Regions from separate parts of the Sus scrofa genome. Here region 1 is linked to region 2. Evidence: chromatin contacts called from public HiChIP or PLAC-seq data. All regions are on one chromosome and are shown on one strand. The core of a region is the stretch at or near the end of the contact, and the rest is flanking DNA. Distances in the headings are between cores, read along the strand shown. Region 1 holds the start of ATXN1L (ataxin-1-like). Region 2 holds the start of PHLPP2 (PH domain leucine-rich repeat-containing protein phosphatase 2).

Region 1 (3,630 bases), core at 834-3,333, 120 kb before region 2:
CATCCAGTAAGCTCTAATTTGTAGGAAGACATCCCTGCGAAAAATTTTCCACCTGTCAAACTTCACTGCTTTCATTAACATCATATTCTTTTTTTTTTTTTTTTTTGCCTTTTGAGGGCCACACCCAAAGCATATGGAAGTGCACAGGCTAGGGGTGGAATCGGAGCTGTAGCTGCTGGCCTACACCACAGGCAGAGCAATGTGGGATCCGAGCCTCGTCTGGGTCCTACACCACAGCTCACACCAAAGCCGGATATTTAACCCACTGAGTGAGGCCAGGGATCAAACCTGCCTCCTCTTGGATACTAGGGGGGGTTTGTCACCAGTGAGCCATGATGAGAACTACATCGTATTCGTCATTCTCTATCTGTACCTATTCCCAAAGATTAAATTTACTTCCAATCCCAATTTTAGGTAAATGCACAAATAAATGTGGAAGACTCAAATTGTGTCCATGTGAACAAAGGGAAGCAGGAAAAATCAACCTCATGGATTTCACTTGATTCAGCACTGTTGAAAACACAGACGTGGAGGTTATTTAAACGAGAAAAGCGGTACTAGAGGAAAAAGAACAATTATTTATGTTTCTGGGGCAGAAAAAGAGGTCAAGGGGGAGTCACTCAAGAGGAAGCATTATTAACAGATTTCCAGGGTTTAAAAAAAAAAATAACAGGTTCCTGTGTGTGTGTGCATGTGTAAAATTTTCTAAGTGACAACTTTGTACTAAGTGCTGAATCAAGTGTGACACAAACTGAAAGCATTGCCTTCATCCTCACCTAGCTAACAATGGGGAAACAAAATTCATGTTAAGCTGTCAATATCTGAATCTTCACACACCAGAAACAATAAGCACTGAAGAAGAGAGTCTTAACCTCTGAAAACAGAGAAAGCAGCACTGACCAGTACTTGGAGAAACTACCCACTGTGCTGTCCAAGTCCTACAGAACCCTGCAAGCCTCAAACCAAACTGAAGACATTTCTCTCAAGATCTACACGGTGCGTGGGTACAATAAATGCGACAAGACAGGAAAACAAGGTAGAAACACAAATCTTTGGTTCCATAAACACAACTTTTCACAGTGGGCACAGTCTGTATACCCTCTTTGCCAGCAGTTCCAGTAAGTGAAAAGCAGTTAGCTTTCTCCCTCATTTCCAAGAGAAACTGGGGTCACACATTCAATCCCAGAATGATCCTTGCTCCATACAATTAAAATATTAAAGAAAACCTGCCTCTAGGTCACTGAGGGGTTAGCCAATCACAAGCTAATAAAAGGACTGAAAGAGGCAAAAGGTCTGCGGGAATGACAACAAAGAGCCAAGCCTGAGCACCAGGTTCCCACGACGGCAAAACACATTTCGGAATCTGAAACCTCGTCACTGTAGGGGCTCAATGAGGATTTCTCCAGGGGAAGACCTAACTTGCGAGCCCAACCGAGCTAACAGGAAAGGGGGACCATTCCGGAGAACTGCCAACACTGCCAGCAGAGCCCGGAATCAAGAGGCTGATCCCAGCCTAAGACTCGAATTCGCTGAGAGAGGTGCGCCCGCCAGAAAGAGAGGAGCTTAGAAGAGACCAGGGGTTATGGCTTCCCGTGAACCCTCAGTCCTCTCAACAACAGAGGAAGGGCCCGAATTTGGGAAATCTGCGGTCAGAAAGTCGGGGTCGACCTTTCAGGCAGAGGGGCAGGGGCGAGGCCCCGCAGGCAATGCTTCCTTGTTTGGGGGCAGCTTCCCGCCCCCAGGACTCGGATACCTCGGCCCACAGGGACACAGCCTGGGGCCGCTCTCTGGGCCGGGCCAGTGAGAAGCGGTCGGGGGTCTAGGCGCGGCCTCTTTCGCTCCCTCGGTCCGCGGGGCAACCGGCTCCGGGGGGCCACTTCCTCCAGAGCTGCGAGCCCAGGCCTCATTGGCCGCAGTAAGGCCGACTCGGTAGCCCCCACTCCCGGCGACACTCACCGGCCCATCTCACGGCGCTCCCCGGGCTCCTCCCTCTTGTCCCGGAGCCGCCGCAACCGCGGCCGCCGCCATCCCCGGCGCCGGAGCCGCCCCACACCCAGCGCCCCCCCAGCCGGGCGCCCGGAGATGGCGTCAAGCGCGTACCGCCCCCGGCGCGGGGAGATTACGTCACGACCCGGACTGGCGAGCAATGCCCGGAGTACCGGGGAAGGGAGGAGGCTGGCTACCCGCCCATTGCCCCCAGCGCCCCCTCTGGTGGGAAAACGAACTCCTCCTCCTGGGTCCGGTCACGTGAATAGGGCCTGGCCAGGCGTCCTCACCCTGACCCTACAATGACCCTGCAGTCTCTACTCAATAAACTTTGGGGGCTACAAAAAGAGCCCTGAGGCGTGGTGGTCAGCGATCCTCATTTCCTGGACAGTCTTGTGAAGCTCTTCTTGGGAACCTCGGGAAACTTTGAGACAAGCCCGGCCCAGGAGAGTAAAGGGATTCCCCTAGAGATTTAGGAGTTAGAAATGGCTCTGAGAGGGATGAGAATGGACAGAACCCAGGATTCAGGGGAAGGTGAAGCTACTGACTAGAATGTCTTGAGGAATGAGAGGAAGGGGGTTAGCTAGTTACGATGGCAAGCAGCCTAATTTAGTGGCAAGAGGGCCTGAGTACTCCATGAGCTATTATTAGGTCACCCTTCCTTGCCAGTTAACTAGTCGACTTTATATAAACATCTGATTAACTTAAGTGGAAAAAAATTAACATCAGTTGAACATGTGCTTTGATTACAACTATGTACGAAAAGTAGTTCTGCGTCCAGACAGAAGCTGGGCTGAGAAAAAAATAACTTTAGCTATTGGAGAGATTGGATTCTGAGTAGATTTTCCCCTTTTCAGTTGCTGCAAATTTTGTGCAGTAAGTAGTAGCTGACTTTTGTTTGATTTTGAAAGTACTATCCAGCCTTACGAAAGTTGCTTTACAGAGTTCCTGTGGTGGTGCAGTGGTTAATGAATCTGACTAGGAACCATGAGGTTGCAGGTTTGATCCCTGGTCTTGCTCAGCAGGTTAAGAATCTGGCATTTCCATGAGGTGTGGTTGTAGGTTGCAAACGTGGTTCAGATGTGGTGTTTCTGTGGCTCTGGTGTAGGTTGGGGTCTACAACTCCAATTGGACCCCTTCATATACAGTGGAGAGCGGCCCTGGGGGGGGGTCATTTTACTATTTGAGACTTGGGTTTTTCCACTTTTTCTTTTTTTCCCCTTTTTTTTTTTGCTTTTTTATGGCCACACCTATGGCATATGGAGGTTCCCAGGCTAGGGATCTACTTGGAGCTACAGCTGCCAGCCAGTGCCACAGCAACACCAGATCCAAGCTGCATCTGTGACCTACACCACAGCTCACGACAATGCCAGATTCCCGACCCACTGAGTGAAGCCAGGGATTGCACCGGAAACCTCATGGTTCTTAGCTGGATTCGTTTCTGCTACACCACGGCGTGAACTCCTCCACTTTTTCTAAATGAGGAGTTTGAACTGGATAGAGGGATTGGAGTAAAATGTAGATAGAAGAGCTTTCAAAACATTTTAAGTGAAAAAATAAGTGTGAGATCTTGTATCTAATGATGTAAGACATATGACATTATAGTTGCATATTTTTATGTATTTCTATGGAAAAGGAGTGAAA
Region 2 (3,482 bases), core at 910-3,409:
CACAGCTCACGGCAATGCCAGATCCTTAACCCACTGAGCAAGGGCAGGGACCGAACCCGCAACCTCATGGTTCCTAGTCGGATTCGTTAACCACTGCGCCACGATGGGAACTCCCCATTAATTTTAAAAACAACAACAGACCACTGCTATTCCCCAGTATGAACGGAAATGCTGATCCTGGGACAAGATCCTTCCCCTTCAGTGACAGTAAAGACCTTCTGCTCATGAGATCTGGAGAAGGTAATGGGCAATACCTCAAGAAACAGGCTTTTAGAAACACTTAATCTGAACCACATGTACATTCTTTCCACTGCCTGTCTGCACTTGGTCAAGTCCACTTCTGTCTCCATATTGGTGCCTATTCCTTACAGACCAATGTTCTTGCTGGAAGAAGTTACTCAGCACTGAAATGAGATTCTAACTAATCTAAGTTTCTTGAAAGTAAGTTCAAGGTAGAAGGAAATGCAGGAGGAAGATAGCCTAAGAGCTTTTTTCACCTTACACCAGATTCAGAGACAATTTTTAATTCTTTAAAATGAGACAAAAAAAATGAAGATTACTGGAACCTGGAATTTTGACACATACCAAGTAACGCATGTCAAGGGAGAAAGTAATGACCAAACTTTCACAGAAGAAATAATTTGTACAGAGTCGGAGTCTTTGTCTTATTCAAATTTTGCCTTAGAGTTTAAAATATTCACACGGAGTTCCTGTCGTGGCTCAGCGGAAATTAATCTGACTAGCATCCATGAGGATGCAGGTTCAATCCCTGACCTTGCTCAGTGGGTTAAGGATCTGGTGTTGCCATGAGCTGTGATGTAGGTCCCAGGTGCGGCTCAGATCTGACATGGCTGTGGCTGTGGCGTAGACCAGTGGCTACAGCTTGGATTGGACCCCTAGCCTGAGAACTTCCATATGCCATGGGTGTGTCCCTAAAAATGCAAAAAAAAAAAAAAAAAAAAAAGAAAAAAAATTTACAAATAGATATCTCATATATGTAGACAGAGGGGCACAGACTGCACTGTTAGGTCTCAAACTCTCTTGTACTAAACATACATTTGGGTTAGACTAGGCAAGCTGAAGCAATGGATAATAGGCGATACCGTTTATACCAGTTATCCAAAGCGTAAGAAAATTTTTTTCTGCTGAATTCCTTACAAGTTGCTTGAAGATTCAACACGTCTGTAAGAGGGGAAGACCTAAAAATCCAGAGGTCTAGAAGATTTCCTAGGAAAATTTAGAGTTGGATTAACAAGGAGAGGACTCTGAGGAACTGAGTATATCTTAAATTTGGAAATTCATAATTGTAATGGTTACTACGAATCACTACTATGTGTTAAGTAAGCACATTGATGCATTTGCAAAGTCTGCAGAATAACTACTAGACAGATACCAATTTCTATTTCACAGCTAAGAACCAAAGGCTTAGATCAAATAAGAGGTAGCACTGATATTTGGAATGAGGCTGGCTGACTCCAAATTTGGCCCATTGGCCTGGTCACAAAACTATCACGGAAGGAACTGAAAGAAAAAATAAATTAAAAATTTCTAAATTAGCCTTGCAAATAATAAAATGGCTCATAGACCACATCGCTCCTTCAAACAGAGAACAGAATTCTAATAATTTTACTACGTGAGGAGAAAGGGAGGTGAGTTGACATTTTGTACACTGAGAATGTCATGAGCATCTCTGATAAGAGAAAGCACCTTGCTCAGGTGAGTGTTCTCAACAATCCGTTCAATGGCTTTGCAAGTGAGGGCGACAGGCCAGTTTTGGAGCACAGAGGAAACGTCTGGAAGAGCTAAGTTACAAGAACCACCCTCTGCGGAGAGCAGCGTCCTCCAGTCACTATTGACAGGTGCAGAGCTTCCCCTGCCCCTAGCCCTGCGGGTGCTTCGGAGGCGGGGACAGCAAGAAATAACACGCCTGTGCCTCAGGCCGCCAAACCTAGGGCGGCAGACGGCAGAAGCCCAGCCCTGCGGTGTTGCCTGGCTTCGCCGGCGGGGTCCGCGGGCAGGCGGCCCGCAGCGTCCGGGGGACGCACCGCGCCCGCAGCTACGCAGGGCCGGCCGGGCTGCGGGAGGGCGGGGCCCGGGGCGGGGCTGGCGGGCCGCGGGGGTGGGGCCGCTGGCTGCTCGCGCGCGCCGCCGAGGCTCCGCGCGGCGTCGCGCCGGCCGGGCGTCCCTGTGCAGCCTCAGCCAGCCGCCGATGGGGGAGGTGGAGCCGGGGCCCGCGGGCCCGCTCGAGCCCCCGGAGCCGCCCGAAGCGCCCGCGAGCCGCCGGCTGGGCGGGATCCGGGTCCTGAAGGTGAGACAGGCGGGCAGACGGGCTGGGGAGGGAGCAAGAACAGGGAGAGGCCGCCCCTGCCCCGCGCAGTGGCCGAAGCTGCCGGCGACCCCCGCCTCGCGTTGGTCCGTCCGCTTTGCTCTTTGGTTGCCCCGAGACCCAGCTGGAGGGGCCGCGGCACCGGCGGAGGCCTCTGCGCCTGGTCCCCGCCGAGGCCGCGGCCGCCTCCGTCCCCGCCGCTGCCCATCCCTGGCCGCGCGCCACCCGCCTCGCAGGCCCATGCCTTGGGGCCGGCGTCCACCCGGTCGCCGCCGCCCACCCGGCTCCTTCGAGACCCGGGGGCCCGCTTCTGCCTCTCTCGGCCGCGCCGGCAGCCCCGGGGCCGGCGGCTCCTGGCCGGAGAGCGGAGCTGGAAGTACGCAGGGCTTTCTCCCCGGACACCTGAAGACATCACCCCAGCGGGAGGATGGCGGCGGTGATTGGCCGGGCGCTGCGGTGTGCTCGGAGCTGCGCCTGCTGGAGCGGGCCGACTCTGCCCTCGGAGCTTCACCACCAAAGTTAAGACCCGCTCCCCGCTCCGAAGCGCCGGCCTGGAAGCACGACCTGCCCGGCCTGGAGAGAGAATCCCCGGAGGAGCTTCATCTCGGGGAATCGCTGGGCGTGTTGCAGAGGGAGGAGGGGTTGGACAAAAAGGGGCATTCCTGCTGGCGGGAGCGGGGCTGACAAGCCAGGGAGACGGTAATGGGGAGCAGTTATGCAACAGGCAACTAACGGGGCTTTTTGGCAGGAATTGGGGGGAGTAGGAGGAATTGAAGGCAGATGCGGGAGGTGGGGAGTGGAGTCTCGAAGATGATGACAAGAAGTTAAAATGCACACGGAATGTAGGGCGGGGACGGTACCGTGAAGGTGGTTAAAAGCAGGGGTTGTGGGACACTCCCTGGATAGAGTTCTACTAGCCTTTGAAAGAGTTGGAGAGGAATTTTTCTGTAGGTCAAATATGTAAACTAGGTGTCCTTCTGGAGATGGAATGGAATTCCTTCTCGAGTTCTAGAAAAGGAATCAGAGGATTTAAAAGTTGCCAGAGAAAAAGGAAGAGAGCAAATAAAATTTAGATTGGACGTGTTTCAGAAATACTTTGCGGAACAACGAAAATACTTAGTTACAGTAGTTGCTCTTCAGTCTTGAGGGTGAGTGC

Evidence for each region. HiChIP or PLAC-seq counts read pairs in DNA pulled down with a chosen protein or histone mark.
Region 1: an H3K27ac HiChIP or PLAC-seq map of alveolar macrophages shows a contact between it and region 2. The contact joins the promoter of ATXN1L here to the promoter of PHLPP2 in region 2. A contact is called at or near these places in 2 of 47 Hi-C or Micro-C datasets (epiblast stem cells and skeletal muscle) and 1 of 2 datasets of contacts at active chromatin or transcription factors (alveolar macrophages).

What each region holds. Positions count from the first base shown.
Region 1 is chr6:14,835,185-14,838,814 of Sscrofa11.1, reverse strand. ATXN1L (ataxin-1-like) reads right to left here and starts at 2,083. Exons shown (of 3, transcript XM_005664370.3): 1 at 1,957-2,083.
Region 2 is chr6:14,714,598-14,718,079 of Sscrofa11.1, reverse strand. It overlaps PHLPP2 (PH domain leucine-rich repeat-containing protein phosphatase 2), which reads left to right and starts at 2,159. Exons shown (of 19, transcript XM_021093823.1): 1 at 2,159-2,308. The coding sequence starts at 2,210.